2 separate regions of the Mus musculus genome follow, and region 1 is linked to region 2. A link is a contact called in public promoter capture Hi-C data. All regions are on one chromosome and are shown on one strand. Each heading gives the region's core, a stretch centred on a gene start, on an enhancer-like site or on the middle of the called end of the contact. The rest is flanking DNA. Distances are from core to core; before and after follow the strand shown. Region 1 has its middle 9.5 kb from the start of Gm35148. Region 2 holds the start of Tom1l1 (target of myb1-like 1 (chicken)).

Evidence for each region. Promoter capture Hi-C pulls out the DNA fragments that hold promoters and counts their contacts.
Region 1: a contact with region 2 is called in a promoter capture Hi-C map of second pharyngeal arch cranial neural crest. The contact joins the enhancer-like site here to the promoter of Tom1l1 in region 2. A contact is called at or near these places in 5 of 39 promoter capture datasets (cranial neural crest, frontonasal cranial neural crest, liver and 2 more) and 15 of 484 Hi-C or Micro-C datasets (B cells, the Ba/F3 cell line, the G1E-ER4 cell line and 11 more).

What each region holds. Positions count from the first base shown.
Region 1 is chr11:93,815,549-93,820,218 of GRCm38.p6, reverse strand. No RefSeq gene overlaps it. Among named protein-coding and RNA genes, the nearest start is that of Gm35148, 9.5 kb to the right of the region's middle. Within about 2 kb of position 1,373, at least 14 of the 459 cell types and tissues checked have an H3K27ac peak or open chromatin away from gene starts, as enhancers often do. A contact at or near this core is called in cerebellum, cortical neurons and second pharyngeal arch cranial neural crest, where this site is marked.
Region 2 is chr11:90,684,994-90,689,535 of GRCm38.p6, reverse strand. Tom1l1 (target of myb1-like 1 (chicken)) reads left to right here and starts at 1,935. Exons shown (of 16, transcript NM_001357543.1): 1 at 1,935-2,023; 2 at 4,390-4,474. The coding sequence starts at 1,966.

The DNA of each region.
Region 1 (4,670 bases), core at 124-2,623, 3.1 Mb before region 2:
CCCTTTGGTTGGTAGCTCAGTCTCCTGGCACTCCCAGGGGTCTGTGTTAGTTGACACTGTTGGTCTTCCTGTGGGGTTGCCATCCCATTCACTTCCTATAATCCTTCCCCTGAGTCTACCATAGGCATTCCAGACTTCAGTGCAATGCTTACCTGTGAGTATCTGCATCTGTCTCAGTCAGCTGCTAGGTAGAGTCTCTCAGAGGACAGCCATGGTAGGCTCCTGTCTGCAAGCACGACATAGCATCAGTAATAGTGTCAGGGATTGGTGCTTGCCCATGGGATGGATCCCAAATTGGGCTGGTCACTGGTCAGCCATTCCTTCAGTCTCTGCTCCATTTTTATCCCTGCGATTGTTTTAGACAGGAGCAATTTTGGGTCGAAAGTTTTGTAGGTGGGTTGGTGTCTCCATCCCTCCATTCAGGGTCCTGTCTGGCTATGAGAGGTGGTCTCTTCAGGCTTCATATCTCCCCTGTTGGGCATTTTGGCAAAGGTCACCCACATTGAGTCCTGGGAGCCTCCCCCATCCCAGGTCTCTGGTATTTCCTAGAGATCCCTCACACCCCTGGAAGCTACATATTTCCATTCATTCTTTTGGCCCTTTGGGCCTTTCTCCTGTCTCTCCCCATATCTGACCGGGGTCCTCTATTTCCTTCTTCCTCCCTTCTACCACCCAGGTCCCTTCCTCCATCTGCCTCCCATGGTATTTCGTTTCCTCTTTTAAATGGGATTTAAGCATTCTCCTGACTTTAGCCTTTCTTCTTGTTTAACTTCTTTGCCCAAATAGCTTTACTTGCAGATGCTCCTTGCAATGAGTCATGGTCTCATTGCAATGTCTGGTTTAAGACCCCTGGCTTCTGCTGCACCATCAATACTGGGTCCTCACCAGGACTCCTCCCAGGTATCCTGTTATTGCCCCGTGTCATGGAGATCCTGTGACTTTGGATCTGCAGGACTGGCCCCTTCACACACTCCAGCAGTTCATAGATGGGGTAGATGGTGGGGTGGGCCAACTTAGAGCCTGGATCTGGGCCTGGATGGTAGCTGAACTGTTTAGCCTGCCAGCTCTCCTGCCCTTACACTCTGGAGGCCAGCTCACCCTCATTCCTATCACCACAGCCATCTCTACTGTGCTGCCCAGGCAAGGTTTGGGGTCTGTACTTCCTAGTGCTGCAGCTGGTGAGGGGTGGGGCCACCCCTCCTGGCTGCTTGCCAGAAGTAGGGGTTAGGGTTGGCGGGGGTGGGGGGGTGTGGGGGGACGGGGGGCATCTCTCCCTGGCCTTTTTAATGTTGGTTCTGGTGACTGGCCTCAGATCACCACGAGTGCAAGGGGAGCATTTTACTGACTGAACCATCTTCTTAGCCTCTTCCCACACATAACTTCTCTTTACATCTCCCCACTTTGATCTGGAGAGAGGGCTGGCATGATGCTTCACTCACTGGGTAATTACTCTCTGAGTGTTACCTGTTTTCGCCTCATACCAAAGGAAAACAAACAAAAAAACCAAAGCCCCAAACTTCAAGCACAAAGAATCTGCCCCCTGGGGAGGACAACAGAATCCAACTGACACATGGCACTGGCACCTTGGCAACGGCACCAGCACCGGCAACCTGCACCGGCACTGGCACTGGCCCCCACCCAGGTCCTACGGGAGTACTGTGCCAGATTTTTGAGATGTGGCAATTCCCATCTGGAGGCCACCTGGTTATGGTAACTTTCCCCTGCCGACCACATAGCTCGGGCTGGATGCTCTCAATCCATACGTCTGGAACGCCACAGGCGCTGGCTGATATCTATAAATAGGAAGGAAGCCGTAAATGAGAGCTCATTAAGCTCTTACTGACTGCTGAAAAGTAAGTTAGAAAAAAAAATAAACAGAGCTGAACATTTGTGTAAACCTCAATCTTTTTGATGTTTTTTCAATTAGCAGAGTCATTTTTCATGAGAAAAATTAATGGCTGTCATGTGCCACCTGGCTAGAGAACCAAGTGACACATTTGTTTTAATGACCACTGTCACATCGCTGGATTTAGTTGTAAGCCATCTGGGCTGGGAGGAGTCGGCAAAGAGACTGGGCTCTTTGGGGGGTGGAGGTGGGGCTGTGTTGTATGCCAGGCACCTTGCTAGGATCACAACACACTTTATCCCCTGAGATTCCTCTGTGGGACTACGATTTCTCTCATTTTGTCAGTGAGGCTCGGAGAGGTGATGAAGCTCCCCCCAAAGTCATACAAGAGAGGCACAGGGAAGGCGATTCTCTTTATTATGACTACGCCCCAACACCACACAACACAGAGGGAGAAAGACTTGTCAGGAAGGTGGGAGTTGTCTGAAAACCTCTGACAGGCAGCCTATAACTGAAGTGGGTCTGGAAGGACATGGTAGGGGTTCGAGTGGGCAGATTCCAGCAAGAGCCACCCTGGCCCAGTGTTGCTTGGAATTCTGTTGCTGGAGATCTTTCTTGGGATAACAGAACATCTGTCATTAAGGTAAAGTTTGGAGCTGGGCTTTGGTCTCAGAGACTACCAGCGTAAGTAAGGACCCAAGCCACGGGGAGTCTCAATATAGAGGAGGTGGGTTATGAACAGCTCTGCCTCGGGCAGGCAGAGCAGGGGCTCCGTGACCTGGGCAGGATTCGTTGCAGCCCCGGGCTCCTTGAAAGAGTTTTGCTGATTGGTTTGAACTTTACCTTGAACCCGGGAGTCGGCGGAGGTGCTGAGGTTTCTCGTAGGTCCCTCTTTTCATTTTATTTCCTCTCCTATTTCTCATTACTAAAGCTCATAATTATCCTCTTGGCCCTTTTGGACGCAGGTGACTGCTATGCTCAGTCTTCCGGCAGCTTGAACACTCTTCCCTGCACACCCCACTAGGCTATCAGGAACCACGCTCTTCTTCCTGCCTGTGTTTGCTCAAGGGCTGACCTCACAGTTGAAACCAGTCTCTGTACCTGTCACTTCTCTCCTTACAGCATTCTTTGTTACCGGTTCATCCGCCCACCGATTAGCCTGTTTATCCGACTACCCATCTATACCTTCATGAACAGCTCATCTCTGAGCTGGTAACGATGCTTAGCTAAGAGACGATCCCTGGAGGCCACCCCGGCTTTGCTGCAGTGATAGACAGTAGGGAGAGAGAAACAGAAGATGAAAATGCCATCAGTCTTAAACCTTGTTATCCTTTCTTCCTCTTCTTTGTGGGGGAGTCAGAGCAGGAAAGTCAGGGTTATGCGATGGACTTTGTATCTAGAGGTCAAGCTTCTACAAATGAAGGAAAGGTGGCCACCCAAGGTGATGTCCCCTGTCATTGCCCTCTCCTGATACCCACAAGGCAGGTCCCTGGGACTTGGGCTTTGGATGCCTGCAGCAGGGAAGTTAAGTGACCCACATTCTGCTCTAGAGCTGACTTCTCAGGGAGGGAAGAGGGATAAACATCTTGGTGCCTTGTCTGAGTCTGTTTCCCTAGCTTTGTTCCCAGGCTAGCAATTCTTAATTCTGTTGGCTACTAGAATCACTGGGGAGTTTTTTTTTTTTTTAATTTAATTACATATATTTTTAGTTATTCACTTTACATCCTGATCACTGCCCCCCTCCTGGTCACCCTATCCCACAGTCCTTCCCCCCTCCCCTCCCCTTCTCCTCTGAGCATATGGGGGCCTCCCTGGATATTGCCCCCACCCTGGCACTTCATTCAAGTCTCTGTGAGGCTAGGTGCTTCCTCTCCCACTGTGGCCAGAAAAGGCAGCGCAGCTAGTAGAACATATTCCATATACAGGCAACAGCTTTGGGGATAATCTCTGCTCTAGTTGCTTGGGACCTATATGAAGGCCAAGCTGCACATCTGCTACATAAGATTGGGGAGGCCTAGGTCCAGCCTGTGTATGTTCCTTGGTTGGTGGAGACTTTGAGAGGCCTAAGGGTCTAGGTTAGTTGACTTTGTTGGTCTTCCTGTGGAGTTCCTATCCCCTCTGGGGCCTGCAATCCTTCCTCCTATTCTCCCATAAGTGCCCCCAAGTTCCATCCACTGATTGGCTGTGGGTGTTTGTATCTGCCTGAGTCAGCTGCTGGGTGGAGCCTCTCAGAGGACAACATGTTCCTGTTTGTAAGCATAGCAGAGTATCGCTAATAATGTCAGGGATTAGTGCTTGTCTATAGGATGGGTCTCAAGCTGTGTCAGTTACTGGTTGGCTATTCCCTCAGTCTCTGCTCCATCTCCACTGGGGAATATTTAAAGACTCCCTGTCCTCCTGACTCTTTTTCCTGAATGTTAGGATTACAGGCCTGTGGCTTAAAAAGCAATGTGTGTGTGTGTGTGTGTGTGTGTGTGTGTGTGTGTGTGTGTGTGTGTGTGTGTTTGAGCGTGCACATGTACACTGTGCCTTATGGAGGCCAAAGGTCAATATTAGATATCTTTCTCTATCACTTACTTTTTAGTTTGTTTGTTTGTTTTTCTGACAGGGTCTCTCACTTGGAGAAACTGGCTGGCCAATGAGCTCCAGGAATCCTCTTGCCTCTCTGCCCTTCCTCCCAATCCCCAGTGTCTGAGTTTCAGATGTGTGCCGCTGTGTTGACTTTTAAGTGGGTGTTGGGGAATTGAACTCTGGACCTCATGCTTATATAGCAAGCACTTGACTTACTGAGCCATCTGCCTAGCATTAATATTTTTAGAAAAAG
Region 2 (4,542 bases), core at 686-3,185:
TGTTTAGAAGAATCTTTCTTTTCTGACCTCAACTTGGCTGTGACTTCTAACAGCCTTCTCCCAGACCGCAGTGACATTGACTGGGTTGATAATCACGCCTGTGGAAGAACAGGATCATGGAGAAAGTGACAGAGCGTAGAAAGACATGGCTACAGACATCACGACATCCTGAAGGACAGTGGCTGAGAGAGATCAGTCATCAGCCACTGTGCCCAGGACACACTCCTTGCTACTATTCTTCCTGCTCTCCCTCAATCTTGCCATGTAAGGAAATCAGGCAGAGGAAAACCAAAAGCCTAACCACCCTCTCGGTAGAAGCAGGGATAAATGATCTACGGGGATCCTGGGTTCCATCCAACTTCTCTTTCCTGACAGAAAGTCATCATCACTTCAGCTTAGGCAGAACTTGACCTTCTCCTCTCCACCTCCTTTTAAAAAAGATTTATTTATTTTATGTATATGAGTACACTTGTAGCTGTCTTCAGACACACCAGAAGATGGCATCAGATACCATTACAGATGGTTGGGAGCCACCATGTGGTTGCTGGGAATTGAACTCAGGACCTTTGGAAGAGGAGTCAGTGCTCTTAACTGCTAAGCCATCTCTCCAGCCTTTGACTTTCTTCTTAATGTTGCCCCATCACACACGGCAATGAAGGCAAAATGATTTGCTAGGGACAGACAGAGATCAGGCTGCTGAGAGAGCCAAAAGAGGTTTTCAACATCAGCTGTAAAGACTACTTGACTGCCACAGTGGAGAGATCGCACCACATGAAACAGCTAGTGAGCCTGATAGGCATGTCCTATTTCAGGTAGGACTGACCTCATCATAAGAAACACCATCATAACAAAAATGCCGTATTTTACATTGTAGGATCCCGATGTTAACTCACTCATGGAGGAGGACAAACAGGGGGAGGTGGAGGAAGATTCCGGATCAATACAACAAATGATAGCCACTTGGAGCATAATGTAATTGGTTTTGACATCTATGCTAAAATATGGAAGACCAAAAACATGAGTCAGGCCAGGTCCTCCTGCTCTTTCTAGTCACCATTTCGGGGTGGGGGGAATAAACCCACTATTAATGTGAAGCTCAGTCCCAGTTAGCTACAGGAAGCAAAATCTACCAGCAGAGTAGCCCATCGTCTCAGGAGGCATCCTACAGATCAGAAGCATGGGTATCTGATGTTAGCCGTGCCGCGGAAAAGGAAAAAGAAATCTTGGTTCAAATAGAAACAGAGAGGTTTGGTTTCTTAATGTGGATTTACATACCAAACATATTTCCTGCCAGAGCCCCAGGAAAGGCCCCTCTCTCCTTTCACCATAAGGCTGGAAAGCAGGGTTCCTAGGAGATAGAGCTAGAAGCCAAAAGCTTGTGTGGTGGCGCCTCGTGGTCCCTCTTGGAAACGGGTGAAAAACAAAGCCCGGGCTCAAGGGAGGTCTTGGCTCTCCTAGACAGCCCATCCTCCTCCCAGTTCCGTAGATTTAAAGGGTAGGGCGCAAAAATCGGTTCAGGGACCTCCGGAGTGGTGATAGGCGAAGTCTCATTGTTCTGGAGGTGTGTGACTTGAGAGGTCTATGTCCTTGTCTGAATAAACCTTAGCAATAACCCTCGAGTCTGTGTTAGCAACTAATCCCACACTGTCTAGTCTCCAAAGAGAGGGGAGCGGTCTTCAGCCCTGCGGTGGAGATGTTGGAGCTGGACTCTGAGTTCGCAGGCCCGGGGTGCGGAGTCACATCACTCCACCCGGGCTCCCAGCCCACCTAGAGTCACGAGGTGCGGGAAGCGCCAGGAGCACGCGGCAGGTGCGCCAAGTCCCCCGGGTCCCCGCCCTGCTCGCTGCCTGGCGCCTCTCCGCGGCAGCCAAGCGCTGGAGCGGAGAGGAGGAGCCTCGGGCACGGAGCGGGTGGAGTCGGAGGGCGGTGGAGGCGGATTTCCTGGGAGGGCTCTCTGGAGCTACCATGGCGTTTGGGAAGAGTCACCGCGATCCTTACGCTACCTCTGTGGGTCACCTCATAGGTAAGGAGGCGCAGGGAGTAACATCCCGGCTGGCTTGGGGAACCGTGGGAGCTTTGCCGGTTCCACTCCATTCTCGATTGGAGGGTGGGGGGCGAGTTGGACCAAGTCGGAGGAAATGCTACCCTCCCCCGCAGCTTTCCCACGCCACCTGCGTGCCACCTGCGGCCACTTTCCACCTTTCTGAGTTTGGCTCACTCATACCAGAACCTCTCCGAAAAAAATGCAAAGTTCAAAATGCTGGGCGAGTGGAGCAAGCAGGTGGCCCGCAGCACAGCACTGCGTGGAGTATTGGGACCGCTGGGAGGAGAAAGTGGAAACTTCTTGACCCGGGGAAGGTTCTTCATAAAGTGCGTCGTCCACTCTCAGCACCTTATTGTTATACCCATTTTACAGACCAGAAAGAGAGATCTGAGACGCTAATTGACGTGATCTCACCCTGAGAGGCAGGTTTCTCCAAACCAATTTTCTCCAGCGCACAGCCCAAGCGATGTGAGCCGGCCTTTTGCTTAAAGAGGGAGATTGGGAGAGGGGCCGTCTGCAGTCACTGAGGCTCTTAGACCACGCATCACCCTCCAATCCAGCCAGCCTGGTCCTTCCTTATCCCTTGTGTTTGTGTTCTGAATTACAGAGGTGGATGCAGAAGTCACTGACTACATACAATTGGCTTTTTGCCACCTCAGCTCCCTTCTTTACCCTGCCCCCTCCCTTGGGGACAGGGTGTGGCACCAGGGTGTATTAATGACAGGCAAACTGTTGGGAACTTGGTGGGGTGATGAAATCCTATGAACCTGGTAGTTCTAAGACTCAGTCTCAGAAAGTTTAGATTGGAAGTAAGTTAAACTAACTGCTGCGGGGATGGGCCGCACCTTTGAACTTAAACCTGAGTTTCCACATCTTTACAATACTGCAAGAGAGCTGCCCTCTAGGAAAAGCACTGTAACTGCCCATCTCCTTGCTGAATAGTATGTCTTAGAACGAGTTCCGAGCAGAAATGGATCCTCGCTGAAGCTTCGCAGGCAAAAGGCACTTCGGCAATGTCCGATTATCCCTTAGTTTTGAAAACATTTAGAACTACTAGCTGGATGCCTTCGGGAAGGCATAGTCCCATCCCCCAGGGAACTTACCTGGTGATAAGGAGAATGGCCATATTCTGCAGCATCCACTGTTAAGATACCCTTATAATACTGAAAGATACCACGTAGTTTGCAAACAAAACTTTAAAAAAGGGAGAAACGAACTCGGCCACAGCCTTTGAAGTGTGAATAAGAGTTCTCTAGGAATGAGCATGTTGAGAGAAAGAAGTATCCAGATGGAAGAACAATGTGTGCCTAGCGACACGAGCAAGATGGCCCAGCTTTGTCCATTTAGAACCCCATTAAAGCCACACACTATGGTTTGCACCGTACATGGGTATCTTTGTCATAGATGCCAATAAGCAGGCAGACAGTACAGTAATGTTTCTCAACCTGTGGGTTGAGACCCTTTGGGGAAGGGGTTCCAATGACCCTTTCACAGGGATCCCCTAAAACCGTGGGAAAACACTGATATCTACGTTGCAATCTATAACTAGCAAAATTGCAGTTGTGAAGTAGGCAGTGAAAACAATTTTATGGTTGGGGGTCACCATAACATAAGGAAGTGTACTAAAGAGTCAGAGCATTAGGAGGGTTGAGACCCACTGCGTTAGCGGTTTTCTGACCCTGGTCCTGTGTCCTTAATGAAGTCATCTAGAGAAGGAAATGTCAAGGGTGTGAGTATGTAAATCTGCCTGGTGTAAGTTTGATGCCGGAAGCCATCTTGCTCTGTAATTGTGCTAGCTCTGCCTTTTTTTTTTCCTCACACCCCTCCCGATACATACTTTAAAAATATAAATATCGCAAATACCCTTGATTTGAATGCAAGTTCCCCATCATACTTGATGTGTGACCTAGGTTAATCTCCTTACTCTCTCTGAATTTCTCTTTCATCATCTGTAACCATGGGTTAAAAGAGAATAGACTTAGTGATGTGCTGTTCACCTCGTCCGTGTCTGCCCAGTAAGGCACAGATCTCTAGTTCTGGCTTCTGAAAGCCACTGGAGGCTGGAGATTTGTTGCAGGCTTTCGTAGTGGCTCACTCATTGCTGTCGAAACAGCAGCACTCTGGCCTTGGCTTCTGATCGATTCCTGAGTTACTGAGAATTGTTCAGGAGGAGAGAAAAGAAATCACTTTACCCTTTGGTAGCATAAACTTAATGGTACTTGTTCGTGCACCCTGACCCCCAAGCAGATTATTTCAAGGACATGAGGTTCTGTTCTGTTTTGTTTTGTTTTGTTTTTTCTCTCCATTGTGGCTCAGACTCAACACGAGCAATTTTATCTTCACAGAAAAGGCCACTTTTGCTGGAGTTCTGACTGAAGACTGGGGCCAGTTCCTGCACATCTGTGACATAATTAACACCACACAGGACGGGTAAGGTTACCGTGGTATCTGTGCATTTCTGCCTGAAAAGATCCATCAGAACTGCAGCTCGGTTTCCA